2 separate regions of the Mus musculus genome follow, and region 1 is linked to region 2. The links are chromatin contacts, called in public HiChIP or PLAC-seq maps. All regions are on one chromosome and are shown on one strand. The core of a region is the stretch at or near the end of the contact, and the rest is flanking DNA. Distances in the headings are between cores, read along the strand shown.

What was found. HiChIP or PLAC-seq counts read pairs in DNA pulled down with a chosen protein or histone mark.
Region 1: a contact with region 2 is called in an H3K4me3 HiChIP or PLAC-seq map of embryonic limb bud, with 5 times the contacts expected there. The contact joins two enhancer-like sites. A contact is called at or near these places in 2 of 484 Hi-C or Micro-C datasets (cochlea and neural progenitor cells) and 3 of 115 datasets of contacts at active chromatin or transcription factors (craniofacial prominence, embryonic hindbrain and embryonic limb bud).

The regions. Positions count from the first base shown.
Region 1 is chr13:31,977,989-31,983,299 of GRCm38.p6, reverse strand. All of the region lies in intron 7 of Gmds (GDP-mannose 4, 6-dehydratase), which reads left to right. All of the region lies in intron 3 of Gm35732 (a long non-coding RNA gene), which reads right to left. Among named protein-coding and RNA genes, the nearest start is that of Gm35732, 11 kb to the right of the region's middle. Within about 2 kb of position 1,874, at least 2 of the 459 cell types and tissues checked have an H3K27ac peak or open chromatin away from gene starts, as enhancers often do. A contact at or near this core is called in embryonic limb bud, where this site is marked.
Region 2 is chr13:31,818,736-31,824,595 of GRCm38.p6, reverse strand. It overlaps Gmds (GDP-mannose 4, 6-dehydratase), which reads left to right. Exons shown (of 11, transcript NM_146041.2): 10 at 4,386-4,454; 11 at 4,618-5,010. The coding sequence ends at 4,680. Among named protein-coding and RNA genes, the nearest start is that of Foxc1, 15 kb to the right of the region's middle. Within about 2 kb of position 3,700, at least 118 of the 459 cell types and tissues checked have an H3K27ac peak or open chromatin away from gene starts, as enhancers often do. A contact at or near this core is called in embryonic limb bud, where this site is marked.

The DNA of each region.
Region 1 (5,311 bases), core at 625-3,124, 160 kb before region 2:
TAACTCCCAGACAAACTTCTTCTGGAAATGGGGCCTGTAGGAGATCAGTATATTTAAATAAGTTCATGAAGATGAAGCCTTCATAATGAAATTAATGGCTTTGCCAAAGCCTTTAGAGATATTCAAAGACATACCATATGAGGACATAAAGAAGAGTCACTACCAAAAAAGAGGGGTTTTACTGGAAATCCACTGTGCTAGCTAGCAATGTGATCTTGGAATGTTAGCCTGTGAAACAGTGAAAAACTACTTTTTGCATACCTTCTACAGAGCCAAGCAATATAACCTATTTTGTTTGGGCAACACAGGCAGACTAAGAGAAACACTGAGCTAGAAATACGGCCCAGTAGTAGAATACATGCCTACCACATTATGTTCAGGGTTTGATCCCTAGCATCACCAGAATCAGTACCCATCCTTACACACAGACAAACTGGTCAGCTTGCCATTGAGATTGGTGTGAAAGCTTACACCAAGTTCTGAAGCAGTGCTGAAGTTTCCTTGTCTTTTCCAGCATCCTTCATGGTACATCCTTCACCCTCTGCTCCAGTAATCACTTCGCCTTTTCTGCCCCAGTGATCCTCCCAACTTCCTTACAGCTCTGGGAGATAGCAGGCCTTCTGAGAAAAGGTTCATCTCTCCTACTCAAAACCTTTCCTGACTTGGACAATGGCCTTTAGCCATGTGAAATAGCATTCTCTTTAGTTTGAGACTAAAGTGCAGAGCAGTTGAAGGGGGTGGTATTCATCCTGCCTCAAGAGGTGAAAGGGGAGCAGCAGTAGGACCTCTGCTTGGACTGTTGTGCATAGATGAAAATTCACTTAAAACCACACTATGCTATAAATTCCATGCTATCTGTGAATATACCCCAAAACTCAGATTTAATCTTAGCTATAACTAGTATTGAAATTTTAAGTACTTTGTTTTGGTAACTTCATAGAAAATATGGCTGATAAAATTGTCTCTTTTCAAACAGGTAGACAGTCAAATGGTGATAAAAAATTTAGGTGCTATATCCAAACAACTAAGTGTGAGCACAAGCTCTAGCATTGGTCTGCATTGGTTTGCATGGGTTCCTCCACCTCTATAAATCCCTCTCTGCTAATTTGTAAAACATAATTTAAGAGTTCCTATAATGCTGAGTTTTTTCAGTCCATGCCCAAAACACCCACATGCTGGAAGCTTCCTTGAAAATGACAAAATTCTGTCTCAAAAAAGGAAGAATTACTGTTGTTGTTCTTGTTGACATCATCATCATCATTTGGCCTCTTCCCTAGTTTCTAGGAGGGAGAGTAAGTAAGCATTCTGACAAGGGTAGATGGAGAGTGTGGGTCAGAACTGAGCCTCTGCCCCCAGGTCAGTGTTTCCTCCTCCTCTGTACTAACTGTCACTGACCCATAAGTATCTGCATTTCAATCCTCCATAATGTTCTGCTTTCAAAACCATGGAGCCACCAAGACCGTAAGTAAAGGGGGCTATAAGCTTGGTTACCACAAGAAAGACATTTCTAGTAACATTCTCTTTCCTCTACTCAATCAGTTGGAACAGTTTTGGGTTTTATTTATTTCTGTTATAGGTCTAAATTCTCTCTTTGGTATCTAGGAATGTATCTTTGGACTCCCATCCCCCAATTAAGAATGTTCAGTGTCTAGGGTTTGTTCTTCCATTTTCATACATCTGTAGCTAGAGACTTTACATGTTAATTGTTGTTCAAAAAAAAGCAGGCAACTTAAAGCCAGATGACTATTCTAAAGCCTGTTTTTCCCCCTTATTTTAAGAGAACTTCCCATTTATGCAGCCAGGTCAGAGTAGCAATGAGAAGGGGCCTCTCATGCTCCAGGATGGACTTATCGCATGGTTAGCAGCTGGGATTTACATGGAGGCTCATTAAATAAAACAGCAGTGGTGGCTCCCTCCTGCTGAGTCCCCATGGAGGTACAGTACCTGAGCTCTCACAAGCCTCACTGCTCTTTGCTACTTTGTTTTATGCCTTTCCCATTTTTCTGTCTGTTCTTGACATTTTCTGACCTCACAGTACTTTTATTATTATTTTTATTGCTACTATAACAATGATAATTTAAGGGTCTGATTTATATGATGGCAACTTGGCCAGGGGAGACTAAGGCATGCCCCCAAAAATGCAGTAAATGTTCAAGTCTATTAGCCTTTTGTTTTTATTAAGTGGGAAACTTCCATTTTGTTTTGCCCAAGTGAGTGTAGAGTCATGAGTAACTGCAGGATTGTATTTGCTAGTGGATCCGTCACTGTGAGTGAGTAGTGGAGTGAGGGGGACTGCAGGTGGCCTACCCCTTGATTAGATCTCTTTTTCTGGAGACTCAATAGTCATTCTTGCCTTATTAGTTTACAGTAAAATTATTTTTAGATTATTAAAAATAATAGATGCACAAATTATTGACATAGTGTCCTGATTGTAATAATTCCACAGTGTAATGTCTCATTTGGAATGTCAGTCCTGCTGTCACAATAGAACCAGAAAACAGGGTTTGTGAGTGCCATTTTGACCTCCTGCTGATCTCAGTCCATAGGAAGCTCAAACCTAGGCAATACCTGGGTATAGAACACTTGTCCAGAGGTAAAGGTCAGAGTTGAGGTTGATCATCCCAATAGGTGGCTCATGAGCCTGGGATGCTAAGGTCCTACTGCCCAGGAAACTTTGCCAGTGTGACCCCCTAGCATGGGCATGTAATTGGGCAAGCCATTCCCAGAGATGAAGCCCTGTTCTTACCCTAGCCTTTTGGCCCAGATTTCTCAGAGGTATTGGCCCACAGTGGACTTGCCCTCCTGCAATCTGTCTACACTATGCTTGTTGACCTCCTGATGTGGTGAACATTGCCACTTTCATTCTTCCAGATAGCAGTATCTGACTTTATAATGACTGTGACTTTAACATTGGTAAACTAAGGTGAACTTTAGTTTTACTACATTGTTGAACATTTTGGTTTTCTACTAAAATACCATCATTCTGTGAAGGATGTATGGCTTTCAGGCCTCCTGTCTTGGGATGGAAATGGTTTGTTTCATCACACTTCCAGCTCACAATCCATCATTGAAAGAGTCAGGGTAGGAACTCAAGTAGGAACATCAGCAGGAACTATGGAGGAAAGGTACTTCCAGGCTTACCCCTGAACCACATTCTGCTACCTTTCATAATTAAAGCATAGGTTCACCTGCCTAGGGATGAGATGGCTCATAGTGGTCTGGGCCCTCCAATATCAATTAACAATCAAGAAAATACCCCAAAACGTGCTCTCAGAACAGTTTGACATGCTTTCAGGACAGTCTGAAATGCTCACAGGACAGTCTTGTTGGAAGCAGATCTTCAGTTGAGGGTCAGTCTTCCCAGATGTGTCAAGTGATAACAAGAGTAGCTATTATGGGCTCTACTTTCTAAGACCTATGTTCCTTTGTTGTGTTTCCTCAGAAGTATTTTCTGGTGCATATTTAGAACAGAATGCTATTGGTCACTTTTAGTCTTTATTCTCTCTCTTATTTCCTGTTCATTGACTGGAAATGGAAGTCTCTGAGACCCTAGGGATATGAAAAGTCACAGGTTGAAAGGAGCCTGGCCTCTGACTCTGCACACTCTTTAAGTATCTATGGCTTGGTAGTTGCTGCTCTTGCAGAGAACTTGGGTTTGGTTCCTGGCACCCACATGGTTGCTTACAGTCATCTGTAACTCCAACCTGAACTAAGATCAAAAATGGAGAATCCATTGTGAGATTGCCTTCCAGCTCCATTTCTGTAACTATAGCCCCCTATGACTGTTGAACATTGAAATAAGGTCAGTCTGACACAGTCCGATGACATGTAAAATACACATTGGATTGGACTGCAAAGACAACCAAAAATATCTTACAATTACATGAATTACAAATTGAAATGAAAATATTTTAGACATATTAGTTTAAATAACATTGAACTCATCTCACCCACTTCTTTCTTTTCTTTTTTTACAGAAATGTCACTAACACTAATGTCACATATATAGGATCTCTATTAGACAGTGCAATGTTAAAGAAGAGATTTTAGGGTTTCTCTGTTCTAGCAAAATATAATCTGAGCAAATAAATTGGTTCATTGTTGTATGATCTCACTGACCAGTTCTTCTAGATCATGGTTTCTTATGCTTTTCTAAATGTGATCTCTTCTTGCCCAAGGAACATACTTATGGTCCCTGTTATATAGGAATATAAAATAAGTACACAAATCAGATATTGATATTAATTCATATAGAAATTAATTTTAAAATGGTTTCTTGGTATACATATACTTTTACTATATATTAAAGTTCAAATTTGCATAATACTGACACAGATGTGAGATATATTTTACATAAAGAATTAAATCTTGAATCTGGCCTTGGTGGCACATGAGTTTTATCCTAGTGCTCAGCAGAGACAGGTGGATCTGTGAGTTCAAGGCCAGCCTGGTCTACAAAGTACATACAGGACAACCACAATCTACAATTTCAGAATTACACAGAGAAACCCTGTCTTGAAAAACAAAACAACAACAACAACAAGAACAAGAAGTAAATTTTGGCTAAATATTTGACACTGTAGGACCCAGTATCGTCCATGCTCTTCAGAGTTGATTAGTATTCTGATTTTATAATGATCAGGACTATAATGAAAGTACTACTTCCTATAAAGCCATATTATTAAATGTCAGAAATATATTTGAGAGTGTTTCAGAAGTTACTTGAAATTTTGTCATAATCCCAAGCCAAACTTATGGAACAACTTTTTATAAAAGTCAAATCAGTAAGTTAAACATTCTAACAGTACAGACTAAAGGTGTGCTGACTTCAGACTTTAATCTGAAGAATGAGAGTAAGAGAATAATACAGACCTTTGATTTTCGTGAAGCGTTTCTATAAAGAGTACAAATCTGAGCTGAGCCATCCCAGGAAGTGCTCATTGGCACTGAGTGGCATGATGGCGTGCAGAGTGCCAACTGCTCCGGAGGAGCTGCATAACGCATCCCCAGTGAGCATCGCCAGAGACACCTGGGATTCACTGCACATTTGATTCTTGGGTTAATTTGATATTGCTTGTTGGGTGTTCAGAAATTTTCTGATATTGCTTAAAACTTTCTGACCTCCACATTCATCACACAACTGCTCATGGAGTCACGGTCTACAATTTTAAAAGCTGCTCTATAACAATACCAAGACATTGTCTTAAAAATCCACTTTTCCAGGATAAGTTGTTGTCTATAGTGTATCTTAGCATAGCTTTCTTGTGCTGTTGTTCAGGAAGAAAACTGTACATGGTGGATAGCATAATGG
Region 2 (5,860 bases), core at 2,451-4,950:
TTCCCCCACGTGATCCAGGTTAGCCCCTAGCTTCCTTCCCTACTGGAATGTCTAAGGAAAGTAGGTGAGGGCTTACTGAAGGGACTTAATTTGTATAAGAACAATCAAAATCACATTAGGGGAAGAAAAGTCACCTACGTGGCCGAAAGGTGTCTTGTTATCTTGGCAGCAATGCACAGGCAGAGATCTTCATAAAAGGGCCCTCTAATTAAAGGAGACAATAATGGCAGGCAGGGTGAGCCCTCCTTTGCTGTGGGCTCAGGAACTGGCCTAATGACTTCCCCAGGACTTGGTCTGGTACCTTATCTATCTATCCACTCTAACAAGGCTGAGGGCCAGAAAAGCCTGAGATTTCTTTGCAACTAAATATGCCCTTCTCTGAAGCTAATGTTTGCAGCCCCATTGCCATGAAAGCCATCATGCCTGGGTGCTCCAGATGCAGCACAGCTCCTTAGGGGCAAACAAGCCAGGTCTGCTGGAGAGAGTGGGTGGGTCTGTAGACTTTCCCTGTTCCTCATGCTGTTTAGCTGTTGTAAAATGCTTAGTTAGGCCTAATTGAATTTGACAATAATAAATTACACATTGAAACTGTATAGTTCACCTAAGGGATAGTAGTGCAAATGGTAAAGACACCAGAAGCCAGCTTTAGGAAATGTCATATTCACATTTAAATGTTTTAAAATTTCCTCCTTGTTTTGTTGCCTTGATTTTTGGGTTTTGTTGTTCTCCAAAAAAAAAAAAAAAAACTCCAGACCACCCAGTTCATGAAGCTCTCTAGAAACACTACATAAATCATCACTTTATTTCCAGTTTTGCCTCTGTTGTCATATGGTGACTATAAGCCTATGAAGAACCGAGTAATTCAACCATAGAGCAGTATAGATAAACTCATTCTTCTCATTTGTCATTAGGAGGTGCTTGGCCCTGTTGGAGTCATTTGTGCAAGTTCAAAAGTCTTAGAAGGCTTAAATATGAAAGAAGTGCATATGGCCTTTGTCCCTACCCACAAAGTCGTGTGAGAGCACAGCACCGCCTGGCTTCCCTGGAGGAGTCCAGCTCCCAACCCCGACTTCTCTGCGAGTCAAAGGAAATGATCTTTAAGGGAGCATTTCCTGTCTGCCCTCCTGTCCAGCACTATATGCCTTCACACACTGGCCTTGTCATGCCACCCCTGAAGTCTGCCTGAGCAGACTTGCAAATGAAATGAGCCATTGACCAGATCCCACGGTAGATAGATCTTTTCTTTTCTTTCTTTTTTTGTTCATGTGTTTTCTTTCTTTCTTTCTTTCTTTCTTTCTTTCTTTCTTTCTTTCTTTCTTTCTTTCTCTCTCTCTCTCTCTCTCTCTCTCTCTCTCTTCCTTCCTTCCTTCCTTCCTTTCTTTTTCTTCCTTCCTTCCTTTCTTTCTTTCTTTCTTTCTTTCTTTCTTTCCTTCTTTCTTGGTTTTGTTTGTTTGTTTGTTGTTTTGACAGGCTAATAACTCCGTAAATCAGACTGGCCTTGATCTCAGAGATCATCTGCCTGCCAGAGCCTCCTGGTTGCTGGGATTAAAGGTGTGCACCCCCACCTGCTCACCCTCCCCCACCCCAGGCTTAGGAAGCTGTTTCCTTAGGACAGTAAAGCCCACAGCAGGCTGAATTGATGGAGACAAAGGAGAGCTCCCCCACCTAGGCAGGGGCAGGTGAAAGAGAGTGGGACAGAAGTCTCTCCACTGTTTCAACTCAGTGGCAACTGGCAACAAGAGCCACTGCTTGGTTCTGACAGGACCTCATGCTCTTCCTTCCCAAGGCTTCTTGCTCTACTTAAATTTCAGGGAGTCAGGGCTTTGGCAGAAGGCTGAGGAAGCTTCAGTCTTAAGAGCTGAGCTCAAAACTGAATTGTGCAGTTTAGCTGGGCCTGTCTCTGGTTTCAATGAAATACTTTTACAGTATATGTTAGTAGTGTCTGTTGCTAAGCTTTTGAAAACCATTTTTCTTTTTCCTTAATTGTAGTTGCCTGGTTGTTTTTATATTATGAGCTACTTGTAGAAAAATACAGGAAACATAATTACAATACAACCTTCCCTTTCCCAAGCCTACTGAGATCATTTGAAACCAGACAGGGTTTTAAGGCTCTTTTAGCTGTATGTTCACAGCCATGAATTGCATCCATGCTGAGTTGGTTAATTTACAGCCCTGCTATGTGATTCTACATAACCGTGTTCTCCTGAAGCTGCTGTAGGAGGGAGCCAGGGAGGGGCTGGAGGACATTGCTCCAGGACTCCAAGCTACACAGCTTCCTTCCTCTGGGGAAAAAGAAGGAATATCTTTGTGTGACTTTTACACTAAAAAAGCAGCATTGTAAAAGGATATTCAAGTTTATTTAGGGAGAGAAAAGAGAAATAAATTACTTGGTTTGTTTTTTTCACCTACACTGGCAGCTCCAGGTAGCACTGTGCTATAAACGCAAATTACTAATTCTGGTATCCTACCTTTCCTGGGGAGTCTGGAAATGGGCTTTTAGGCCTGCAGAAATAACTTGCTTCACTCTGGTGAACACTCTGGGGAGGAAGTGGGTACTTCAGCATATTGTGAAATGCAAAGCCTTTGGGAATTTGATTTATTCAAGCCTAAAAAGCAATGCTGGATGATTGAGAAGGAGAGTCCCTGAATGTCCTCTGCTTGAGTAAGAGTCAGGCTGGGAAAGGGAATCCAGACCGCCTCTGCTTGGAAGGCCCAGGTGAGCACATTGTGTGCACACACAGATAGCTTATACCTAACCCCAGCCTACCCATCTGAAATCCAGAATAAAATGCCTTTGCCTGCCGAGTTCAGGAGACTGAGAGCAGGAGAAGCCTTTTACTGCAGCATGGTTACGATTATCGGTGGCTGTCACTCAGAGGGATGGTTCACTTGTCCAATAGTGTACTGCTAAAATAAAGTGCCTTAATGTAATACTTATCACTATAAAGATCACCTCCCCCCTCCCTTCCTGCCCAGTCCCTGGTTATTTTGAGTCTTGGCATATTCATATGGTATCCTCATACGAATAGACCTAACTGGAGTTCCCTGCTTTTTTCTTCCTTTCCTCTCTTCCCTTTCATCTTATCTTGAAATTCCCACTAGTCTTGAGACCTGCAATAAAGAACTGTGAGTGAGGGCCAAGATAGAGGATTTTCTTCTCTTCTGTTTCTTGTTTGTTGCCAGTCTTCTTTCCAAGGAAACCTCTTAAATGAATAATTGTGAACTTCTCTTGCTAGAATTCTCCAGGAAGCCTGAATCCACATGTGTTTCCCCCGGTAAAGTCAGAGCCGAGCAAGCCGATTAGGCTTGGCTCTGTGCTGTATGTTAAGGCCCACTCCTGGGCCGTGTCAGTGGTTGTCAGCACTCTTCTCTGAAAGTGGACCTGTAAATAGCAGGCAGAGAGAGGTGAAAAGCTAGAGAAAGGGTCTAGACCGACAGGGGTACATGGCCTCTAATGCAGAGTTTCAAACTGAGATTTGCAAGTTTGTCCCATGAGTCGAGAAAAAAAATCCCCATATTCTAAGGAAGAAAGATAAGAGTAGAACAGACCCTTTAGTGTGGCTGCGAAAAGGAGGTTTCGGTTTAGGAGCTTGTGGGTTCCCTGCTGACTGGCAGAGAGAGCTGTCTCTACCCTAGCAGAGCCAGGGCTCAGCCCCTGCTACTGTAAGCTCTGCTCTCTAGGCTGACCACGCTGTGGTGGTGCCGATCGATCGCCTGCAACTGCCTGCCCGCCTGGGCTGTCCCAAAAGCTGGAGACTGGAGGTAGGGATCCGATCCGCTACTACGAATCCAGGCGGCCAGGCGCCAGGGACAGGGCAAAGGCTATAGAACTGATGGTAGGTAGTGGGGCCTGAGGAAGTGTAGTTTCTAGGGACCTAGCAGATGAGTCAGGGTTCTGCCGGTCGAGGATCTGGAATTACTGTTCTGCAGTGGAACTCCCCTGCCGGCATGATTTACCCGTGGCCTTGCCGAGAAGTGCAGTAACTTAACAGTTCTTACAGCAGTTCTCCTGACAACTTAATATCTAAGAAAGAAAGAAAGAAAGAAAGAAAGAAAGAAAGAAAGAAAGAAAGAAAGAAAGAAAGAAGGAAGGAAGGAAGGAAGGAAGGAAGGAAGGAAGGAAGGAAGGAAGGAAGGAAGGAAGGAAAGAAAGAGAAAGAAAGAAAGAAAGAAAGAAAGAAAGAAAGAAAGAAAGAAAGAAAGAAAGAAAGAAAGAGAAAGAGCCATCGGAGTCACTAGGACAAGGTGGGGCAGGGAATGTGGGCAGTTGGAGATGCTTACTTGCAAGGTCCTAGCTGACCCGATGGTAAGTACCTGATGAGACAGATTGGGCAAGGGGTATGACAAGCCCATGCATGCACAGCTCATCTGCCATCTCTCCACAGGACTTTCTGCAGGGAGACTGCTCCAAGGCTCAGCAGAAGCTAAACTGGAAGCCCCGCGTTGCCTTTGACGTAAGTTTTGTCTCCAGTGCATATTCTCAGAGCTGCTAGCTGTGAGCTCTTGCTGGCGGGCTGTTGTCAAACAGGAGACCTTTCAGGGCCCTGTGAGGAGGTGTTATAGGAGAGGGTGGCAGAAACTCCGCCCTTACGGTCCACCCTGAATCTTGGGTTGCAGGAGCTGGTGAGGGAGATGGTGCAGGCCGACGTGGAGCTCATGAGGACCAACCCCAACGCTTGAGCCCCTCTGCAGAGACTCGAGGGGCATGGTGACAGTGCAGAGCCAGGGAACCAGAGTCCAGTAACTCCTGCCAACCATGGACCCTCGACCTCCTGTGCTGTCCCTGTATCCAGAGCTGGGCCACAGAGGTTTGTAGAGCCTGGGACAGGACACACCAGAGCTAAGGCCGCATTGCTTTTGTCAAAGTCTCCTCCTCTGACTGGTTTCAGGAAATCAAGAAGTTTGAATCACATACTCATTTTACTTGAAATTATGTCACTAGACAACTTATATTTTGGAGTCTTGAGATTGTTTTTCTCTTTTCTTATTAAATAATCTTTCTATAAACCAGCACTAACAGAGTTTGCTGTGTATGTTTTCTCCAGGTTATAATGTAGGCAGTTTATGGCCCCAGACCACACCCACACCCACAGCTGGGGATGGAACAGTCCTTAGTTCCTTTGGGAGAGCCCCTGTTGAAAAGACCCTAACCTAAGCTGGCAGAGCACCCAGCTAAGTCTCTGCCTTAGGACACACCTATCCCCTGCTGAACTGAAACATTCCTATCCGGTCTTGTCTCTGCTGAGTTTAATTAGAACCACCTAGCTTTCACCCTCTCAGAAAAGGCTCATGAAACATGGGCTAAAAGAAACTTTGATGGTAAGTAAATATTGCTGGAACATTGTATGTGAAAGCCCAAAAGCCCCCAATGCCTCTTCTATGTGCTAGAGTCTTTCACACAATATTTACTTCCAACATCTAACCTTCAGTACTAGGTCGCTTTTTAAACTGAATTTTGACTCGTCAGTTCAGTCTGCTTACATCCTAATGTACACCAGACATCATGCTGATCCTTCAGACTCATCAATACTAGTTAGAAGTTATGAGAAAGAGACTTAGAACGGAGGCTCCAGTGCCACTGAGTTTCTCGTTTATGTGCTAGAATTATATGGACCCGTGTTCCTGAGCTGTGGACTGTGTAGCTACAGGTGATACATAAGTGGACAGAACCCCTCCCTGGAGCAAGCAAGGATCTGCCTGCAGGTATACAGTCTTGCATGAAATAGTGTTTTGGCCTAGAACAAATTAGGTCAGGACTCTTCTCCCCTTCACGCCCCTTCCAAGCAAAATAAAATAAAACTTAAGCGAGTGGCATTCCAATCTTTGCACATGCAAGAACTGGGAGTGAGCTGTTTCTGAA